Linked DNA regions of Hordeum vulgare: region 2 is linked to region 1. A link is a contact called in public Hi-C data. All regions are on one chromosome and are shown on one strand. Each heading gives the region's core, a stretch centred on a gene start, on an enhancer-like site or on the middle of the called end of the contact. The rest is flanking DNA. Distances are from core to core; before and after follow the strand shown.

Region 1 (6,726 bases), core at 1,516-4,015:
CTCGTCGACTGTCTCAGACGTCGAGTGGCTTGAAACACGAGGTATGTTTCTAACAATCACCTGGCATTGAAAAAATATATATATTAAATGCTGCAGTAGGACAGCTCTCAACGCATGCAAACTTTGTTAATGTACTTACAGTGAACTGATCAGCACAACGTTTCTGAGAAGCCAGGAAATGTAATCTCATGAATGCCACATTACTGTACTCCTTGTAGAGCATAAAGCACGTCCAAAATGTGAACACATAAGCCATTAAAAGATGAATAAAGAACCTGGAATGAAATGGGATGTCAAGGGTCAAACTGTTACAACCAGAACAATTTGGAGTTTTTAAGAACAAAAGCAATTTGGAATCACAATATAGCAGATGACGACACTGCTCTGAGCTTTATGTGAGGATAAAAAAGAAATGGCAGAATTAGAGTTCATAATTTACAGAAGATTACCTGTTGGATCCCGGGCTAACATTTGATATGGATAGCTTATCAATATCACTAAACATGACATCTTTTCTCAGGTTCAGTAATGTCCCACCAGAGACATTGACTGGAATGAGAACCAGCAAGGCGACGACCATGACCGGCAAAAATATCTTGAGGCTGCCAGTGAGACCAAAGGCAAAAAAAAAAGAGTTAGTGTAGGAAACGCAGGTCTCAAATTGAACCTGTAAGATAGCTACAAAAAAGAAAAATACTCCCTCCGTTTCAAAATATAAGACCTTTTAGAGATTACACTAGGAGACTACATACGAAGCAAAATGAGTGAATCTACATTCTAAAATATGTCTATGTACATCCGTATGTAGTTCATAATGCAATATCTAAAACGTCTTATATTTAGGAACGGAGGGAGTACTACGGCACTATATTGAAGTGCATGAAACACAAAGCAGTAGTCCCATCTCCTACAACAGAATTCCAAATCTTTTCCACGGCAAAAAGGGGAAAAGGTGAAATTTCCCCGAAAGCACCGCCTGAGCAACTAAGGTCAACACTCAACAGAATAATTTTTTGCTTCTTGGATGGCTGTAAAGCATCGCCCACATGCGAGGATAGACGTGGAGAAGCCTTGCCGGATGAAGAAACGCTAATTAGACCGTGGAATTATGCTTTATCGTCTGTCTGCGCATAACAGCATGCCAGCCAAGGTTTACGACGCAGTAGAAGGGACCAGTGGACCAGGTTGTCGATCAATTTTTTACTGTTGAAAACATGGCTGCATTCTCAAGAGGGAAACCTTTGGAATGAAATCCCGTCCAAAGCGGCAAGGAAAGCATCTCCGGTTTGTAAGCGCCGGTGGTTGGGCCCCCCTCCGCCCTCCCCCACATGCTGAATAATCGGTTGGAGCCACACCGAAAAGTTGTGTGTAGTTTAGTGGGAGAGCACCACTACTTAGCTAGGAATATGATACGGGTCGGTGGCGGAGTGTGCTCGATTGCACCAGGCAGGCTGAAGTACTAGCCTAAAAAAGCTGGGTAGGCCCATGCCCTGCTGAAAGAGCGCCCGTGATCGTGCAAAACAATCCAAGGATATCTCGTGGACGGACGGCGCCATTTTCCACGCACAACTGAAAGGGATGGCAGCCACAACGTGTTAAGATCTTTTTTCTTTTATGAATGGTAGTATACGACGTGCTAGGATGACCTCTACTATCGCCAACGTTGTCGCCAGGCACAAGCAACATTTCTCCGGACAATCACGCAAGCCGTCACTCGGAGATCCAGTCAGTTGTGGGCTGAATCGATAAGTCTAGTTATCAAAAGCTTGAGGTTGAGGGTTAAAACCTTTAGGGGGAAAAAATTGTACTACTCCGGTTGAGGAGTACTACAGTGTTTCGTTGGGGAAGAACGCTTGTTTGGGCTTGGGTGCGCAATCTCCGGAGCATGTGAGGATCACATGTTTTTTATGAGAGAACCGAACAAGCATTGTGCTGTGCAACAAAGGAAACAGCTAGCGCTAGCAGCAGCGAGAAGGCAAGGTATAGGCATGCATTATTGACACGCAAACCAACAACTCATCCAGGCAGGCCAAGGTCGCAAGGCCAAAAGCGCTTGTGGCATTAATGGCGATGGCGTATGTCCGCTGCCATTAATTCGGCGAAAAAAGAAAAGATGAACCAAATGCGGCTGTCATACTATCTGGGGATGAGAGCAAAATTGCTGTCGAGGAATTGGGCTCAAGATATGGTAACCGATCGCAGTGACTCCCGATTTGCGGAATTCTGTAGCACTAGTGGTCGAGCAGAGCAGTGGTGGTAGCGGTAGTGGGGGGAGATGGGGATTGTGGTGTACCCGAGCGTGTAGATTCGGAGGTAGACGGCGGAGTCGAGGCCGGCGTGGTGTATGAGCTCGGTCTGGCCCATGCGGAGCGCGCCGGGGACCCAGCTGAGGAACTTGAAGTAGGTGCAGAGGTTGAGGTTGATGACCCTGCGGGCGCCGCGGTGGTCGCCGGCGCCGCGCTTGCCGGCGATGTAGAGCTTGGGGAAGTAGACGCGGTCGTTGATGGGCTGGATGCGGAGCACGGCGAAGAGCAGCAGGAAGACGAAGGCCCCCAGGATGTTGATGAAGGCCGACACCCCGAGGTCCTGCAGCGTCGCCATGGACGTGGGGCGGACGGGCCGCTGGTCGCTGGGTTGTCGTCTGCGCCGCCGCCTAGCAGCAGCCGCGCCGGTGCATGCGCTGCGAGGAAGGAAGGGGGGAGGAGGGAGGCGGGAATTGAGGGCGCGGGGGCGGGGGTGGTGGTGTGACGGAAGGTGGAGTAAATGGAGGGCGGCAGTCAGGCCGGGTTCCTCGGCTGGAATTTTGTGGAACCCACCGCCACCGGGGTGCCACCGCCGCTCTCTATCTCGTCACGGATGCGTAGGCGCTGTCTCTGCTTGGAGTCATGAGTCGGTCTGATTCTGCATTTTTGTGCGAAATACGACAGTGGTTTGGATGAGTGAGGACGCTCTTGATTTCCTTTTCGCAGTGAGAAATTAGGTGTAAACTCGTGACACTAGAAGTAGAAATTCACTATTTTCACCCTTTTGCAAAAGTTAAGCAAGAACTGACCTTGCTTTGATTTCAGCATGCACATTGAGAAACCAAAACGAAAATTTCAGCATGAATCGTGTCACAAAAAAGACAAAAACAAAACAATACTATCCATATCCGTGTCTGCCTTTCTTGTTTCTTGACATGCATTTCAAAATTTGAATTTTTTTACAAATCCTTGGCACATGTGTTTTGAACATTCGTATTTTCGGGAGGGATTTTCTGAAACTGTTAAATATGTTTTGAATAGTGGAAGCATGGGAGCACCTCATATTCTCCCTAGGCTGCCATCCCGCCGTGCTCCGCCCACGCCCGCGTAGGCCGAGTGAAGTTTGCGCGTCTAAAGGTTGGTTCCAGCTTTTACTATCTGCTTGCCTATCTATCTGCCTGACAAAGTTTTTTGTAACGACCTTAAAATGGACAATCACATCACATGCACCATGAATTGGCCACTCACTCCATCGTCGCAGACACGGGCAGACGGGGAGGGAGCCAGGCCGAGGGAAGTATCCAATTATCCAGTTAAGACAGTTTGGCAGGGCATTCGCAGCATGTGAAAGTCTACTCGCCGCAACGCGTGCCATGCCAATGCCAATGCCCATGTGCATACGCACCGGCGCGCCCACGCGCCTCCACCTTTAACATTGCCAACGGATGAACGGAACAACAGCAAGAGGAGGACATACGTAGAGACGGAGGCAAGCGCAAGAAACAAGGGACCGAATGCCTCCCTCGTGCACATGGGAGCTTGGCATTCCCTTCCTTCATTTCAGGTTGACTACTCTGCATATCTTTCTCTGGTTACCATCAACGGTCGCGCCACATGTATACATGCTTGGGTGGAATTATAGAGTAGTGCATAGCTGGGCAGCTACCTTTTTTCTTTGAGGGAAAGCTAGGCAGCTACCTAAACTGTGATGGCGGTTGATTTTTTCTTTTAGAAACACTTGTAACTTTATTCATCTCGGTTAACATCGCCGGTTGAAATGTTGGAATGGTTGGGGCTAGCCCGTTTAGTAAGTCAGATTTTCCTAATAATTCCTAATAATCTTAGAAACTATCATAATTTTTTTATTTTGTGATAAAAAAACTACCAAATCGAGTTGATGACTGTCTCAACCATTTGAAAAGCATTTGTCACATATCTGTCCCGCATGGCAGGTGGACGGTCATCCTAACCACTAACATCACGTGACACAGGGCCGTTAGTCTCGGCGCTCGATCGCACCTGGTCGAAATAGCTCAAACTTGGACGACCAACTCGCCCCTTCCCCATTTCTCACTCTTTATGGAGCTCTGCCCTCTCTAGCCGTAGCCGGTCGCGGTAATGGTGGTGGCGGATCCAAACTCCGGTGGCAAATCGTTTGGCGGCATACCTCTTGAAGTGGCCGGCGGCGACGACCACAACTTGGCTGAGGTCGATAACTGGCTAGACAACATGAGCTTCGCGGCGCAGGAGCCTTCCCAGCCTGAATTTGAACATTCCCAAAAGTTGGCGAGGTTGGTGCCGACTCGACGACCGTTGATGACAAGAAGTGCATCTCGAGGTCGACGCAAGCTTCCTTGTCCCGCGGCGGCGACAAGTACGGCAACTCATTTGTATTTTTAGGTTGTTAATTAGTAGGAATTTTAGGCCCATTTCCCAGCATGTATGATAACACTGGAAATTGTTAAAATTTTAGACATTGTGGTGTAGGAACCTAAAAATGTAATATGTCAGAAAGTGAATATTATGCACGTTGATTTACTTAGAATTCATTCGGTCTGTGCAGTATTTATGACCCAAAGTGGGCAATTTGGTTTCATCTTCAAGCCATAAATTTTGTGGTTAGAAATATGTACTAGGCAGCCATATCATTTATGACTATATTTTCTCCTGTTGAGAGTGAGGGTTGTGGAGCATATGATTATATGTTGTATGTTAGTGATGAGGTGAAAGGAATAGAAGGCCTAGAGAAGATATGTTCCAAATATGATGTGCATCAGACTTTGATCTACTCTCATACTGAAAAGATTTTGAACATAAGAGTTATGAGAGCAGATGAGCCATGTAATGCAGATGAAAATAAAGATAGTTATTTTGCTGAACATTGTATTAACACACAACAAAGTTGCACTAAGGTGGTGGATATAAGCATAGACAGAAAGGAAGAACTTAAGAATAACATTATTCAGATAAAAGCCGACCTTAACCATTTTGAAGGTGACAATGATGTGTCTGAATTTCTTTCAGATGATGGCACCCAGATTAAGGTGGCAACAATGTGGAATTACAGAAGACTCTTCCTCTGAAGATGAAGGTGCAAAACAAGATGCACCAGTGCCATAGAAACTGAACTCATTGAGAAATCCTGATCCAACTAGTAGATCCCACAATGAGGTTAAAAAAACTAGATTGGTTTCCTGAAGTAGATGAAAAATGTTTTTTTGGTGATTATGGCACCAGTGATGAAGAAGATGAGTCTGAAGGAGCCTATAAAATGCCAAGTGGTAGGAAGAGAAGGAATAAAAAATTGAAGGAAACGGTGTGGTTAAATGAAAAACTACGAGACCTAGAAGACTAGTTTTCTAAGGGATTGTGCTTCATCACTGTTTATGAGTTCACAGATGCACTTAGCGATTTTCACATTAGGACTATGAGGAATTTTCAGTATCGCAGAAATGCCCCAGATAGGATTATTGTTTGATTCTCAGAAAGAGCCCAGGCATGTGATTTTTATATCACTTCCTCTAAGCTAGCTCATGAAAAAACTTTCTGCATCAAGAAGTGTGATATGGTGCACACTTGTGGAGCATGTGCAGAGACCACAAAGGTTACTACAAAGTGGTTGTCTAGGTGAGTGCAGGAAGCATTGAGAGAAGACATTAGATCTCCTGTGGATGCATTAATTAAAAAGATAAATACTTCAGTGGATGTGTCAACGAGTGTGGCAAATAGGGCAAGGAGGAGGGTTATTGATGTGGTGCAAGGCGATCACAAGCAACAGTACTTAAGTCTCAAGGATTATCTTCAAGTACTTCTTGATACAAACCCTGAAAGTAGGTGTATAACTACAACATTTGATGACCTAGAAAACCCATCACCTACTCCTAGATTCAAGTACATGTTCTACTTTTTGCCTATTTCAATGAAGGTTTTTTAAATGGTTGCAGACCATATATAGGTATATTTGTTGTGAATTCTCAGTCATATTTGTTATGTTCTGATTTTTTGGCCCTATTTGTTCTGAAGCTAAAGTGTGACTGAATGAAGGTCTTGATGAATGCTTCATCGAGTTAACCATTGTACATCAAATCCTTGCAACCAAACGAAGGGATGGCAGCAACAACATCTATCCCATAGCTATTGGTTGAGTTGACAAGGAACATACTCATAGTTGGACTTGGTTTCTAACTCGGTTGAGATGTTGCATTGGTAGTGGCAACAAATTTGGAACATACACCATAATATGTGAAAAGCAAAAGGTTAGCAAGTATAGCATTGATCATTTTTTTGTTTTAGTAGTTCCTGGAGTTATTTCAGTACTTTCATGTGTAGTACTAAGTTGTGAATGTTGACGAGGTCCTGTACCCAGGGTGACTGACGTGGTATTTCTCGGACACATGCCATGGGGTGGCTTAACTCGTGGTTTGGGGCCAATGGGCGCCGGCGGCGTCTGGGAACGGGTGTAGGCGTGAAACACATGACGCCG
Region 2 (6,726 bases), core at 2,263-4,762, 170 kb after region 1:
TCTCCGACATTGCAGCGATCTGTGTTGCCCGGCGAGCCATCCCGATATAGGTTGGCTTGCTGGGAAACCCACCGGATCAGAGGCCACCTCCATCGCCACCCCCTCCTCACCCGTCTAGGCTCGCCAACGTCGTCTCTCATCAAATTCGTTGCGAGCAATGGCAACAACACGTCAGGATGGTGGAGGAAAGAAGCCATGTCTACGGAGGTTGGCACGTCTCTTGCCATCACGGAAAGCGAGGAGAAGTAGATCATGGGAAGCCGCCCTCGCTCAGGTCCCAAGAAGGCCGCCACCAACACGTCGCCGGGTTACACAGTCGGTGCCTTGCCTGGTTAACGGGGGGCATAGACCACGAAAACCGTCTTCCCGGGCCTGAAAACCAACCATGGTGTGTGCTTCACGAAGACGGAGGAAGGTTATTCTTCCACTTTCGCTGAAGCATATCCCTTTGCTGGACATGGGAAAACCATGTTGTGGGAGTGGAGATCCGCCGCAGCTGGTGCTAGACTAGGTTTAGGGCCTCTTTGATTCGTAGAATTTTGAAAATGCGGTAATAGAAAAGGTATAGGGTTCGAGTGGCATGCCCATTTAGATCCTGTAGGATTATCAAGGAATGTTTGATGTCACATGAAAAATAAAGTAATTATAAAAAAAGGATCGAGTGGATCCTAGATTTTCTATGAAATGTAGCACTCCCTCCATTTACTTATACAAGGACACTATAATATATATATTTTGCGTCTATACAAGGCTAGCAATAGAAATCGAGGCAAAAATAATGATATTTTCTCATACTAGCAACCTATTTAATACTTGCATACATGCATCAATAATGATAGTCACTTACTTCCTCCATTGAGTTTCCTTGCATGCATGTGGCATATTAATGATCCCAGTAAATGAAAAGAAAATCTGACTTGCAAAACAGACATTAAATTCTACATTGGTACATGTAATCTGAATTTGTGGCCTTGTATATAAAAATGAAGGAAGTACAAAAGATTGTATAGAAAACAAATCCTATGAGATTCAATCTATGAACCAAAGGACCAATGTAGGAAAAATCCTAAGGATTTCAGTCCTCCAAAAATCGTATAGAATTCCTTTAAATCAAAGAAGCCCTTAGCCTAGTCCCATATAGTTTAGTTAAATCTATGAATCAAAGGACCATTGTAAGCCACTCTAGAGTACTATAGCTGTTGCTGCATTGTCACTGGAACCTTTTCTGCTTAGTAGTACTATGCTGTTGTGTTAATGACGCTAGTGCTAACCACACTGATTTCACAGCGCTACACTACCACCCACACAAATGTGCTGCAGACTTTGCGACACTAGTGTACTAGCTTTTTTTTCCAATGGACACACACGTCATATTAACAATTTTGTAATCTAGGGATTACTTAAACATGATAACAAGCATTGGAGCTGACAAACTAAGCATTTCAGCATTTGGTGAAAAATACTAGTAATTTGACAACTAAGCTTTTCATACACTGACGACCGAGTATCCACAATCCGACAACTGAAGATGATAAACTGACGACCGAGTATCCACAATCTGACAACTAAAGATGATAAACTTGGTGGCAACTAAGTACTTTTTATTTCCTCAAAACTAAGTACTTTGTGTTTTCTAGCAACTAAGCATGTTTAACATGACAACAAATAATGTGTATTCACAACTAACTACTTGTCATTAATAGGAACTAACCATTAGCATCTTGACAACTAAGTTTTTGTAAAATTGGCAACTATGTAATTTTAAACTACTATTAGTAGTACTAGTACTAAGCAGATGCATTTAGCTAGTGAATAAGGTGTGCCAACACATGTTTTGTTTATAATACTTTTTCTGCGGGTTTTCTGTATGGCGCTTTGCATGCAATGCACACTTTTATGATGTCATCTGCATATCCTTCTAGCTTATGCTGTTGTGTGCTAAAATATGGATACATGCTGCACATGATTCACATCGAGAAAAAATGGCAATTAAGTTAATTTTTTCGAGCAAGTAAGTGACAAATAATACGACAAGTAAGTCCAAAAATGTGGCAATTAGGGATTCCAAAAAAAAGTTCTCGAAACATTCGACATGGGTCTAGTTTTGAAGATCTCGTCGCGACAAAGCCAACGATGAAAACGGATCGTAAATTAAATTAACGGTTTTAGAGATAAAGCTTTTTAAAGTTCAAGTTAATAGAAAGAATCTTGATGATGTCATTGCATGCATGCATGGCAGGGAGAGGGAATTAGCCGCCGCTTGGGAAGACTCACATGCTACGTGGCTGTGTAGTTAAGCCCTTTACTTTTTGAAGCCACACGTGATTTCTTGGCGCGCGATTAGGTGGTGTAATTTTTTCTATCTCGCGGAACAACATGGTGGTACGGTGCGGCCAAACCCTTCTCTCTTCGTCATGCATGCAATGATGTCATCAGATTCGCTCTAAACGATCGGAATTTAAAAATGTTTATCTCTTAAACGTTAATTCGATCGATGATTTGTTTTCGCTGTTGACTTTGTTTCGACGAAATCTTCAAAACTAGATCCCAGGTCGACATGTTTCGCAAACTTTTTTTTTGCTCGTACTTACTACATTTGTTGCACTTACTTGTCATATTAGTAAGTATTTACTTGTCAAATAAAAGATAACTTAACCGTCATATTTTTGGTAACTGTGTATAAATATGACATCTCGACATAATCAAATTGACAAGCACAAACAACTTTTTTTAGACGATTACGCGCAATAATATGACAACTCAACATATTTAAAATCGGTGATCACAAGAAGTCTTTTTTGGTCACCGTTTGTAAATATGACAATCCGACATAGTTAAACTAACAAACACATAAAATAGTTTTCTGACAAAGTTGTATGTAAATATGACAAGTTGGCATATTTAAATTGACAAACACAACCTATGACATGCTTTTATAACATGTATAATGAAAATTGCTACACGGTTTTGTATGAAATAACATTAAAAAGTGCCAATTAAGTTATTTTTTCAGGCAAGTAAGTGGTTAATCATATGGCAAGTGGATTAAAAAATGTGGCAAGTATGAACTGAAAAAAATAGTTGACGGAACATGTCGACATGGGATCTAGTTTCGAAGAACTCGTCGCGAGAAAGTCAATGATGAAAGTGGATCATCGATTAAACTAACAGTTTTGTAGATAAAAGTTTTTGAATTTCAAATATTAAAGGAAATCTTGATACATCATTGCATGCATGTATGCATGCATGACGAAGAGAGAGGGGTTTGACCGCAGCAATGCTTTTCTGAATTAACCTTATTAGTAGAGCAACACCATTTTTTATTAGAATGATGATTAGCTGGCCGCCGTACGACAAAGCCCAGATACGATGCCGCTGCGTAGTGTTGTTCAAAAATAAAAGAAAAAATAAATCAAACGTAGATGAAGAGCCGCCGCATCGGAACGCAGCAGCCGTGCCCACACTATAGATTAAATTTTCCCAATAATATTTAGAGGGCCGGCTCCTTCATCCGTGTCCACGGACGGATGGTTGCCGTGTCCGGTTTGCGGGTCAGCCTAGACTAGAGACGTTCTTCGGTGAGTCATGACCCCAGTAGTTGGACCTTTGCTCTAAGAAAAAAAGACATGTGATTGGCCCGAGACGTTGCTGGGAAGAATTAAAGGAAGGCTGAAGCTCGCCCATGACTCATGTTGTTCTCCCTCACATCTCGATTTCATAGCCAGTCGCCCGAGGATCACTCCGCCGATCCATTGATAAAGTGTCCTTCCTGGAGGTACTATGTATGTACGCATGCATCTTTTTTTAGCTTAAATCGTCTCTTGCATTGCATAGTTGCATATTTTTATTTGGACCATGCCCGCCCCCTACTGCATCATCATAGTTTCATCCTTCAGTTTCTTTGCTCTGCTCAAATCGACTTTCAATGATGTTCCGGGGAGCCGCGCTTGCTAGTGGATACATGCGGTCGGCGGTGAGCAGTAGAGTGACGGCCGTAGATGCTGTTGGCTCGCTTGCGAGTGCGGCAGCCTCTGATTCGGGCGAGGTGAGAGCGCGCGCAGTAGAACTGGATCTGGCGGCTCTGAGGCTGCAGTACTAGCTAGATTGGGCGCGCACGCCCGGTCGAGGAATCAACAGACGGCGTGGCTTGATTCCGCCGCCGTTTACTTTGCATGATTTCAGAAGTTTTTGCAAGTAAGTTGATGAATAGCAGCACTACGTTTTCAGAAGTAAGTTGACGAATAGCAGTACTCCCTCCGTAAAGTAGTGATCTAAATGCTCTTATATTTCTTTACAGAGGGAGTCTAGCATATACAGTAGCTGCCTGACGACCTTGCTTTTGTTCTTAGCACGATTAGTTCGTTGCATGACTGGGTAGTAGTAGTAGGCTAGTAGCTAGCCTCACAAATAGCATTAATTTCTCTTAATTCAGGGGTGCTGTACTCATTTCATAGTATACTTGCAGTGATTGCAAATGGACCGCGAAGCCAGCAGTAATAGACACGGCGTCCTGGAGAGGATGCTGCTGGATGAAAGCGCAGAGCCCACGGACCTGCCGCTATCACTTTTGGAGGACATCACAGATCGTTTCTCTCCTGATCAAGAAATTGGCAGCGGTGGATTCTCCGTAGTTTACAAGGTACCACACCTTTAATCAGCTTCTTTTCTCAAATTGCCTCTCAAAACTAATAATCGGCAAAATCTAAAAACTACACTACATAGATAGAATTTGCTGTGGAACATGACAGATATCAGCCGAGTTTGGAGTATGTTGTAGCAATGTAATACTTTGTGCTATCTTTGCTTCATGAATTCGGCAGACTGCCGGCTTATAAAATTCTCGTAACATCTGTGTAAAACTCCTTTTTTTGGCATCAGTACGTAAAGCCCTGTTTTTCATGAAGCAGAACGCCTGTTCATAAAAATCTTCTTCTTTTTCCTACGAGGAAGTGCCGAATTGGGATTTGGTAGGAGATAAGACTTTCATTTTTACTTCAGTCTTCAGATTATCGCCGCGATCTCGGCAACTTGTTAATTAACTTATTTCTTGATTAATGAAACTGGATAGTCTTTTGTCTTGTTAAAGGAAAACCCTTTTCTTTTTAATGAATTCAGCAAACTAAACTATATATGGACGCTACAACCGCACCACGAGGCACACTCAAGCCGAGGATATTGACAATATGGTTCACCACCGCAGGGAATGATCGGAAAACAGATGGTTGCTGTGAAGAAGCTGTCGAACACAGTTGATATTACTGAGAGTAAATTCCACGGAGAGGTTAAATGCTTAATCAAGACCAAGCACAAGAACATAGTACGTTTTCTGGGGTATTGTGCTGACACACAAGGAAAAATGGCAGAATATGAGGGGAAGCTTGTCATGGCAGATGTACGAAACTGGTTACTCTGTTTTGAGTTTGTACCCAAAGGGAGTCTTGATAAGCATATGTCTGGTAGCATCATAATCCATTTCTTCCATATTTATTTACTCTATTACATTTTCGCTGTCAATCTAAACTAATTCATAAAATACAAAATCTGTCTCTTTCGTGTATAGATGCATCTTGCGGACTTGAATGGAGAGAGCGCTATCGAATAATCAGGGGAATATGTGAAGGCTTACATTACCTTCATGAGAAGCGCATTCTTCATTTGGACCTTAAGCCTGCTAATGTCCTGCTTGACATTGGCATGGTACCAAAAATTGCTGATTTTGGTCTCTCGCGGTGTTTTGATGAAGGGCAAACCCGAGCTATTACTCAACATCTGTGTGGATCTCAGTAAGCCAGCATCTTGACAGCTCTTATTCTTTTGTTAGGCTGACTCCATGTTTTATCTGGGCATTCATTGATCAAACTTTATACAATCTTCCCTTAGGGGGTACTTGGCTCCAGAATTCTACAGAGGACAAATCGCATTTGCGTCGGATATATATAGTCTTGGTGTTATAATCATGGAGATACTGACAGGAGCGAAGGGATATTTTGAAGAGGAGGATGTAAGAACAATTTAAGCATTTTTTTAATATTAAACGGGACATTAATGAAACCAAAGTAGTTTATACAGCCAATACTCTCCTCCACCAACAGAACAAACCAGTTCTTTTTTTTTTTTAGAAAAGGAGGATGACCCCCGGCCTCTGCATCTGGGAGGTGCATGCAGCCATTTTATTGATTATTCTCGAGGACCTTACAAAGCAGTACAACAATATGCCTGAATCCGCCATCTTGACAACATCTGCCGCTACTCCTATCCATATGATGGAGGGTGTAAGCTGGACCAAATACCCAGACCTCTCACCTAAGCCTAACATCTAAAGCCGGAGACCCTGACCGAGCCACATACCGGGTCCGGGGCATAAACCGGTCCGACGCACTCACATGTGTCGTCGCCGCCATCTTCCACTGGTCCATCTTCAGATCAGATTGAGGTACCAGCCTTGGCAGGTGTCTCCGCCATCGACGCCATCATGACGCCAAACGACGACCTCCACATACGCGAGTCCATCTCCAAGCAACGGACGGGAGATCCATGCTAGGATAGGGCCGCACCACCGTCGTCGCCCACCATCCACAAGCGCCACCCAGCCCCAAGGTTCCCAAAGCGGCGCCTTCAAAAAGGGAACGGCGCCGTGAGCGCCGCCGCCGCCCAACAAAGTTAAGGCTTTCGCCCGGGAGACCTAGGGGAAGGGGAAGTGAGGGGATCAGTCCATACCGACGCCTC

What was found. Hi-C and Micro-C count contacts between places; a contact is called where the count stands out from the background.
Region 2: a Hi-C map of seedling shows a contact between it and region 1, with 2.5 times the contacts expected there. The contact joins the promoter of LOC123436868 here to the promoter of LOC123436852 in region 1. A contact is called at or near these places in 2 of 6 Hi-C or Micro-C datasets (leaf and seedling) and 1 of 1 datasets of contacts at active chromatin or transcription factors (embryo).

The regions. Positions count from the first base shown.
Region 1 is chr1H:359,270,894-359,277,619 of MorexV3_pseudomolecules_assembly, forward strand. It overlaps LOC123436852 (CSC1-like protein At1g32090), which reads right to left and starts at 2,766. Exons shown (of 11, transcript XM_045115664.1): 1 at 2,294-2,766; 2 at 450-602; 3 at 140-275; 4 at 1-60. The coding sequence starts at 2,601. It also overlaps the pseudogene LOC123399214.
Region 2 is chr1H:359,444,278-359,451,003 of MorexV3_pseudomolecules_assembly, forward strand. LOC123436868 (U-box domain-containing protein 33-like) reads left to right here and starts at 3,513. Exons shown (of 8, transcript XR_006628120.1): 1 at 3,513-3,782; 2 at 4,466-4,639; 3 at 5,201-5,456; 4 at 5,561-5,783; 5 at 5,881-6,001.